Linked DNA regions of Mus musculus: regions 2 and 3 are each linked to region 1. A link is a contact called in public Micro-C and promoter capture Hi-C data. All regions are on one chromosome and are shown on one strand. Each heading gives the region's core, a stretch centred on a gene start, on an enhancer-like site or on the middle of the called end of the contact. The rest is flanking DNA. Distances are from core to core; before and after follow the strand shown.

What was found. Promoter capture Hi-C pulls out the DNA fragments that hold promoters and counts their contacts. Hi-C and Micro-C count contacts between places; a contact is called where the count stands out from the background.
Region 2: a promoter capture Hi-C map of trophoblast stem cells shows a contact between it and region 1, with 13 times the contacts expected there. The contact joins the enhancer-like site here to the promoter of 9330179D12Rik in region 1. A contact is called at or near these places in 4 of 39 promoter capture datasets (cranial neural crest, liver, pre-B cells and 1 more), 3 of 484 Hi-C or Micro-C datasets (B cells, embryonic stem cells and pro-B cells), 5 of 115 datasets of contacts at active chromatin or transcription factors (the NIH/3T3 cell line, astrocytes, forebrain and 2 more) and 1 of 9 other capture datasets (embryonic stem cells).
Region 3: a contact with region 1 is called in a Micro-C map of embryonic stem cells, with 2.0 times the contacts expected there. The contact joins the promoter of Tspan11 here to the promoter of 9330179D12Rik in region 1. A contact is called at or near these places in 3 of 39 promoter capture datasets (embryonic stem cells and trophoblast stem cells), 2 of 484 Hi-C or Micro-C datasets (both in embryonic stem cells), 1 of 115 datasets of contacts at active chromatin or transcription factors (embryonic stem cells) and 1 of 9 other capture datasets (embryonic stem cells).

The regions. Positions count from the first base shown.
Region 1 is chr6:127,147,993-127,150,815 of GRCm38.p6, reverse strand. 9330179D12Rik (RIKEN cDNA 9330179D12 gene) reads right to left here and starts at 1,427. Exons shown (of 3, transcript NR_040274.1): 1 at 1,253-1,427. It overlaps Ccnd2 (cyclin D2), which reads left to right. Exons shown (of 5, transcript NM_009829.3): 1 at 1-234; 2 at 1,937-2,152. The coding sequence starts at 43.
Region 2 is chr6:127,931,579-127,934,401 of GRCm38.p6, reverse strand. All of the region lies in intron 3 of Tspan11 (tetraspanin 11), which reads right to left. It overlaps Gm38903 (a long non-coding RNA gene), which reads right to left. Exons shown (of 2, transcript XR_869464.1): 2 at 1-2,823. Among named protein-coding and RNA genes, the nearest start is that of Gm38903, 4.4 kb to the right of the region's middle. Within about 2 kb of position 1,396, at least 13 of the 459 cell types and tissues checked have an H3K27ac peak or open chromatin away from gene starts, as enhancers often do. A contact at or near this core is called in trophoblast stem cells, where this site is marked.
Region 3 is chr6:127,886,140-127,888,962 of GRCm38.p6, reverse strand. It overlaps Tspan11 (tetraspanin 11), which reads right to left and starts at 1,341. Exons shown (of 8, transcript NM_026743.3): 1 at 1,085-1,341.

The DNA.
Region 1 (2,823 bases), core at 178-2,677:
AAAAAAAATTTACAGTCGGGACCGAGTGGTGGCCGGCTGGCTATGGAGCTGCTGTGCTGCGAGGTGGACCCGGTCCGCAGGGCCGTGCCGGACCGCAACCTGCTGGAAGACCGCGTTCTGCAGAACCTGTTGACCATCGAGGAGCGCTACCTCCCGCAGTGTTCCTATTTCAAGTGCGTGCAGAAGGACATCCAACCGTACATGCGCAGGATGGTGGCCACCTGGATGCTAGAGGTAGGTGTGCGGGCGACGCTCTCAGGGAGAGGCAAGCCCAGCCGCTCCATCCCTACCTCCAACACGCAGAGATCCTAAAAACTGCGGGAGAACTACCCCTGCGCTGGCCTCCCCCGCTCGTGCGCGAGGTAGCCCCGCACCCTTGGGCGAGACGCTAATTCTGTCCCTTGCTAGATTAACTAGTGGAGGAAAACTTGGGTGAGTGAGGATGTCCTCCCCCCCCCGGGGGGTTGGCATCCCGCGCGTGTGCCTGCATGTGGCTTCCTCGTCTTCCCATCTCCATTTCTGACCTGTGGTGTGGAAGCAACCCCGGCTGCCTTCAGTGAGGCCCCAGAGGGTGTTGCGACCTAACAATCCATACCAACATATAAAGAGCCCCCCCCCGCCCCCGACTCTCAGGGTTGGGGCAAACCGTCTGAGCCTTAGGACTCCGCGTTGGCACTTTGGCAGGAGGTGGGGGTGGGGGAGAAACAGGGAATTCAGGAGAGCCCCGGAAGTCATACTGAAAAAAACGTGCGTTTAGGGCAATCTGAAAGAACCGCTGCTTTAGCCTTGCTTGCAATCTTTGCCGAGAGAGCAGGGTGCCCACGTATGCACAGCTCTGGACCTGCCGTGGTTTCGCCATGTTGCTTTGCAAACTCCATTTACAAGGACTGGCAACATTCGCCGGCGCCCCCACCCCCTCTCAGCACCCCATGATCCTGGGCACCCTCTTTCTGATCGTGCCCTCTTCCCCAGCCCTCGGTTCACCAAGGTTACTTACAGTTTGGCTGCTTCTTGAGCGCGCAGATTTGGGTGGGGTAGGAAGCGGGGGAGGAGGTGTGTAGAGCAGGCTAGGGGGCACCCCCAAATGAGAGGTCAGAGTCCCGCATGCCTCCTGGAGGGGGGTTCCCTGGTTTCGTCTCACCCAACCCCCAGCAGGCACAGCCTTCCTAGCTACTGCCCTTGTGGGCCGCAGCCGAACACTCCGCAAGTTTCCCCCACTGAGATCTAGAGCCCCTGGGGTGGAGATACCGACCTTACGGACACCCGAAACCTCTTTTCCAGGGAGCCTGGGACCTCTCTGGGGTTTTCAGGCCCACAGAGCGTTTCTAGGATTTTCCCTCGATTTTTAATAATTTTTTGAAACTGCTCCCCCCTGCTCCGACTCCAACTGCGGCGGCCGGCCGAGGCGCGCTTCCTCCTCCTCCCTCCCCCTCTCTCCTCCACCCACCCACCGAACAGCGGCCCCTGGACCGCCGAGACCACCCTGGACATTTTTTTCAATTGTCGGGAATGGTAGAATAGGATCTGAGGATCCGAACGAGACCAAGAAGTAGACTTTCGGAGCTTCCAGAATATTTTTATTGATTTTTTGAAAAGATGACGAAATCCAAAAAAGAGTGAGTTGGTGTGCTGAGAAGTGAGCCAGAGGGAACGGCAGGCGGCGGCGGCTCTGGGCTTTGCCTTGGGGTTTGTGGAGGTTTTAGTTCATCACCTTTTTCAGCTTTGCGGGAATACCCGAACCCCAGGAGCCCTTCGGATTTACCCCACCGTTCTCATCTCTATTCTTACTATCCTTTCTACTCTCCTCCCCCTCCCCACACACACATAAAAAATTCTTTTTGTTATCTCAGATTATGCTTTTATTTTTCTTTTCCCTCTGTTTCTGATACTAATTTTTCCCTATCCCCCTCGGACCCTACCCCACTCTTGATTGTAGGTCTGTGAGGAACAAAAGTGTGAAGAAGAGGTCTTTCCTCTGGCCATGAATTACCTGGACCGTTTCTTGGCTGGAGTCCCGACTCCTAAGACCCATCTTCAGCTCCTGGGTGCAGTGTGCATGTTCCTAGCTTCCAAGCTGAAAGAGACCATCCCGCTGACTGCGGAAAAGCTGTGCATTTACACCGACAACTCTGTGAAGCCCCAGGAGCTGCTGGTAATGCCGCCCTCCCTGCTCCTGACTCTGCCCTTCCCCATCACACTAAGGCCGCCACACTAACCAAGACTGTAAGAAAAAAAAAAAAGATGTCCTTTAGTAGGAGAGAGCTAGTCTTCCCACATCAGGGAGTGAGCAAAGCTATCAGTGCCTCATGGAAATTCATGAGGGTGAAATTCTGTTGTGTGTGTGGGTGGGGGGGGGGCATAAATAGAATATTCTAGTTAATGATGTTATAATTAAGGTCCAGATTTCCACTGAACCCTGAGAACACGGTCTGATTTCTCACATTCTAGTTTGTGTTGTTTCCCAAGACCCTGGAGGTGTAACAGGTAATGTCTTAAAGACCAATAAAGTCTCATGGACAAACATAGTAGCTGATCACTAAGTACCAACAAAGCACTAAGTATGAACATATTAACTTGGATGCAAAATCAACATCTGCCTTTCTATTGGTGGATCTGAAGCATGAGAGTTCAGCTCCAAAAGGCACAGTGACCTGGATACAGTCCCCAGGGGGTCCTGTCTTGGTTTTCTCCCAACCATCTACCTTTTTTTTTCTCATGCACTTCCCCCTACCCCCATGTTAATGCCACACACTGAAGGTTCTGCAGCTCTCTTTTACAGTGGTTTGCACACCTTGCACTGGTGAAAGAAGACCACCCCCTCTA
Region 2 (2,823 bases), core at 147-2,646, 780 kb before region 1:
ACAGTTTCTACAGTGCGAAACTACCCAGCAGACATGTCAATGATCTAGAGATTGGGGAAGTCTGAGACACATTCCCCCTCAGGTTCTCAGGCTGATGCTGAGAGTTAATTTGCATATGTGTCCCTAGGCACTTTGCAATGCACAAAAGAAGACTGGAGAAAGTTATTCACTTGCCAAGAAGCGAGCGATGGGACCCAGGAACACAAGCATTAGAAGGATTTGACTCTGCCTGTCTGGGAGGACACATCTGCACTACTCAGTGTGACCTGAGCAAGGGTCAGGAGGCTGGAGTGATGCCTAGGGTTGTGTAACTACTTCCTTCAAAGGGAAGCATCCTCTCAGGACACAAAAAGCAACAAGAGTCATAGGCCTCTGCCCAAGGTTACATAAGCAGGAAGCAACTGCTGGACAGGGGAACATTTGGGTGGAGCTGGCTGCAAGATGTGCGTGGAGTGCCAGGGATTCAGCCTCATCTGTACTGGAGTGAGCTTTCCAGGCAGAAAGCTGCTTTTTGGTCCCCTACGCTCCTGTGACAAACACCAATAAACTCATTGCTCCGCCAAGGTGGACTCGGGTGGAATTGTTTCTTCCATATGTTCTCGCTCTTGGTGACCTGGGGAAGAGGTGTGTTGCCATGGGAATTGCATAGATGTGGCATTTGCATGGATCTGGGGGAATCGAACCCCCATCCTCATGTTTGCACAGCGAGGTCTTTATTTCTTAGAACCATCTCCCCACCTCCCCCCACCCCCGATAATTCTTTAATAGAACAGTTTTAACTCAAAAAAAAGTTAGATACTTTTTAAAATGACAGAGCTGCGAGGACTCTGGGACTGCACAGTAGTCTCTGAACGAAACCAGTGTATTTTATAATGAGAGGCTCTGCAGGAAACATGTAGAAATACGTCTCCCTAGGACATTAGGGCAGTTAATTAGAAACAGTCTTCAGATGGACTCACCCCACACTGGGGCAAGCCAAGTGCCTGGTAATTTCTAGGTCAGATACGCAGGGGCAAATGACGCAGGGCGGCAGCTCGGCATCTATTTTGCTATCTTTGAGGTCAGTTTTAAGACTTTTATAAAATTGCCATCTCAGACTTGCGCTGCTGTGTGGACTCTGCCACAAACAAGGAAGCTTTACCAAAGTGCTCCTCCTTGGTCCCCCTCACCATTCTGCACATGAGATTTAAAAGCAAAAACAAAATCAGTTTGCAAGGCTTGCCAGCAGACCACCACATAACCGTTAAGGTGCTGGTCCAGGAGGGCCGGGACTCATGGAGATATGAGGCTATGCTCAGAATAGTCTTGAAGAAAAAGCAGACTCAAGACGTGGCCAAAGTTAACCGGCAGTGAGAAGCCCTTCCTCCCCCACTGAAAATCTCAGCAGCTGAGTGTGAAAGATGACAGCAGCAGGGAATGGGGGAGGACCAGGGACTTCAGACCAAGCCAAACCGGAAAAGACAGAGCCAGCTGTTTAAGCAGCAAGTGACCTTGGGGCAAATTATTTTCTGACAATTACCCACCAGCTGGAGGCACTTGGCTATTTGCAGAAGAGAGAGGATGTAGACTTGGGAGCATCAAGTCATTCCTCTAACAAGATGTCACTGCTGGAAGGTCAAAGGTGACCTCTAGTCCTCCTGGCGCCAGTCCAGTGCTCACAGACTGGGTCAGCGGGCCACAGCCTTACCTAGCTAGATGCTGGGCCTTAGCCATCCCACCTGAGAGCTGGGAGGTGGTGCCAGTCTCTGCTGGGGGGTGGCTGGGAGGGGGGCTGGGCAGAGACAGCACCAGAACTGGCATGAAGGTAGCTGAGACAGTGCAGCGAGGGAGCTAGCAGGTCCTGAGGAGGAAGGAGGTATTCCAGAAGTGCAGAGGTCATCCAGAGTGCAGGGCTAACTGCTGGGGCCCAAGAGGACCACTTTGCCTGTGTCCAGGCACCATGGAAGCAAAACATAGTCCCTGTGAGACCAGCCAAAGACAGGTGCCTACCAAGTTTCATGTCGGGACTTCCCGGAGTTCCATCTGAATGGGCTGAGTGACAACACGATCCAGAATGGGTACAGGGCCTGCGGCTGGGTGCAGAGAGAGAAGCAGGCTCCCCATGGAGGGGATGGAGTGGTGCACATAGCCCAGGAATCTCGAGGATCCTCCTGCTGATAGATTTATGGATGAGGACCTGACTAACCTGCCTGAGAACCCCTGGAAGGGTCTGGGCTTTCCCATTTTCTCACAGGCTAACAGGGAGATAGAGAAACCTGTAATGAGGGCAGGGCATGGTGGCAGGGGTCCAGGATGGGGCTACAGCGTGGTTGCTAGTGGTGAGAATTCTAGGAAAAGAGTAATGGAGAAAGGGGAACCGAGAAGGAGACATTTCTACCAGGATCAAGAGAGGAGACGTCAGGCTCCAGGGAACAGATAGCCTGGGGGTTGGGAAACGTCAAAGCCCTTGGAGGAGAAAGCATCTGTGGGGAGTGTAAACCCCTTGTTGAGGTTGACGGCTGAGCATCCAGCCTTCCATGTGTGATGCAGCACTGGCTGCAGAAGTGTGGAGGTGAGGGGTGATGGAGGAAGTTAACTGGCTGTAAACAAAAAACCAACCAACCAACCAACCAACCAACCAACCAACCAACCTATCAACCAACCAACCTACCAACCAACCAACCAACCAACCAACCAGACAACTGCATTTATCAAGCATGCTGCTGGAGGTGGCAATGACCAGGTAGAGAAAGGTGGTCCTGGTTTGGAAGGTAGTGGCACAGAAGGTGGCTTGGTTTGCCTCTGTGACTAGGGTGAAGATACTACCCTTTGGGTCTTGGGCAT
Region 3 (2,823 bases), core at 92-2,591, 740 kb before region 1:
CCTGGTCAGTGGCCCCACTGTGTACAGTACGCCATGGAGCTCTGATAACTCTCCTGGGATACAGTTTTGGGACATAGTCATGGCAGCTAAACTCCCTACTAAGTTCTGGTCTAAGCCCAGGCTGCCAAACTCCACCAGCTGTCTCATAGTGATTCATTAATTAAACACAGACCATCTAGTCTTGCTCAATCCTACCCTCTTTTTCTCCCCAAGACCCTACGATACTGTAACTCTACACCCTGGAGTGCACTTAGGAATTTTCTAGAAATTGTTTCTTCTTCTGGTACCCCTTCCTACTTCCTGCCACAATATGTGCCACTTGCCAGCCTCTGGTTGCTTCTTCCTGTGCTCTCTGCAATCTAAGCCCAAGTTAAGACGCCAACTAGTCCTCTCCCTGCTTTACAACTAGTCACATGTGGGCACTGCATAATTCAAACAAAACCCCTACATTCCAGAATCCCCCTCATTCTCTCTTCAACACAGGAAGCCAAGCACGTAGACATAGGTGACAAGGCCTGCCTAACTCAGTTTCCACTGATACACAACAGGGCCCAGGTGGATAGCTCAGCCTGGGACGGCAGACTGCCTAGGAACAACCAACCCCCCAGTGTCCTAGACTCAGCAGCTGCCAGCAGCTAGCAGACCCTGTTTTGCATGGGGTCCAGCAGCCACGGACTTGGCATTTTGCCTCTGCTAACAAACAAGAGACAGCCCCTAGTATTTGGGATTAACAAAGCGGGGGGGGGGGGCATTTGACGGAGGGCCAGTCATACACAGGACACTCTGTATGGCCCAAGCTATCAAAGCTGGGCGCACAAAGTTAAAGGCAACCCAGTCAAGAAAGGCAAGGCAGACATTCAGAGTAGTACCAACCCCACCCCTACCCCGCTGAGCACAGTGCGACACCCATGCGCGCACCCACCGCTGCCTCATCCTCATCCAAGGGCAACTTTCTTGGCCACTGAGCCCCTCTGGGGTCGTGCCAGGGACGGGCAGCTGAGCTGGAGGAGCCATGCCAGGACGGCTTGGTGCTTTAATGTCAACCCCACCGGCGCTCTTGTCTCCCGCCGCCACCTGCACTTACCCGGCCAAAACCGCCAGGCTGGATGCAGCGAGGGATCGGGAATCCGGAGCTGTGATTGTGGCTGTCCTGGCCACAGCCGCCCGCTCCACCCTGCGCTCCTTGCCCACTGGCCCGCGGTGGCTGCTGGCTGCCCCTCTCACTCAGACTGGGGGACGCGCCCACAGGCCCGGGGCGGGCGGGACCGGGGCTGCTCTTTGTTTGGAGCTGGCTTTTTTTTTTTCCCACCCAAAGCAGAGCACACTGAGCACTCGGTCCTGGCAGTTGTGCAGAAGTGGCTCCAGGAAACTTGTGAGGAGGGGGTGGGGCTGAAGAGAGGCGGATGGCCCTCTGTCCCGTCCCACCCACTCATCAGTAATCACTGTCCCAGACTTAGATTTATCCTCATGAAGTGGGGGGAAATTCCAGGATCCCGGAAGAATTGAATCCATGACAGGTTCCTTGGGATGTAGGGACAAGCCTCCCACTTCTCTCCTCACTCCTGAGACACAGGAACCGGTTTTTTTGGGGGTGGGGTGGGGTGGGGGTGGGGAGTCAAAATCCTGCGGACCATCATTTCTTTTACCCTCCTTGGAACCAAAGAAAAGCCAGATCCCTTTCCGTACTGGAACACAGTGGAAGGACAGACAACCAAGACCCAGTCTCTGCCAGTGGGTGAGGGTGAAGAGTTGCTGACCGCCCTCCCCCCCCCCCCCAACACACACACACACTGCCCGGCCAGTGGGTGAGCACCCTGTGTGATTTACTAAGAGGAACAGCCCGTGCTTAGCCAGCCTTGACTGCAGTGAGCAAGGCTTGGTAGCTTATTAATTTTTCTCCTCGCAATGCCACAATACCTGACAAGAGAAACTTAAGGGTTTGTTCTGTCTGGAAATTCGAGTGTGCAGGGGATCACAGACTGAATGGCACTGCCACCAGAGCAGGAGTGGCTGGTCACTGAGTGTTTGACGGCAGGAGGCAGAAGGGGCAAATGTAAGCGCTCAGTTTGCTTGCTTTGTTTTTCTTTGTTATTCAGATTCCCATGTAGCTGTTTTCACACACAATCCCTCAGTGAAACCTTTCTGAAAACATCCTCACAGAAGCACCGGAAGGTGCGTTTCCTAGGTGACTCTAAATTCAGTGAGGTTGACCACTCAGTCGCAGGAAGCAGGCAAAGCTGAGGGTTCCTAGCTACGGAGGCCAGCTGGCTGCTAAGAATGCCCTGTCACAGCAGAGATGAGATAGGGACTGTCTCCTTCGGAACTCATCCTGAGAGCTGGCGGCTAGGGTTCAGGGACATGGGGCCTTTCAGAGCATTTGAGTGGTAAGGACTCATTTCTCAGTTCCCGCAGTGGACTGGTTACTCCAGTGGGTGGATTATTTCTATTTCGTTTTTATTTGTGTGAATGTATGTCCATGTGTGTGGATGTGTTCATCTGTGAACAGATGTGTGTTCGTGTGTATACAGATGCATGAGCATGTGTGTGTACAGACCAGAGGTTATTGTATAGCATGGTGTTGCCCCTTATTTCTGAAAGAAATAACTCCCCTCTTTCACTTGCTACCATGACCTTACACAGTATGAGGCCCTTGCCAGACATGGCCATTTGTTTGTTTGTTTGTTTGTTTTTTGACCCGTAGAACATGGGCCATAGACTTTAATTCTTTATACTTTGTTCAGTCTCAGGTATTTCATTGAAGCAATGGAAGATGGGCTAAGAAAGTGGGACGGAGGGACTCAGAGGAGGTCATGGCTGTAATCT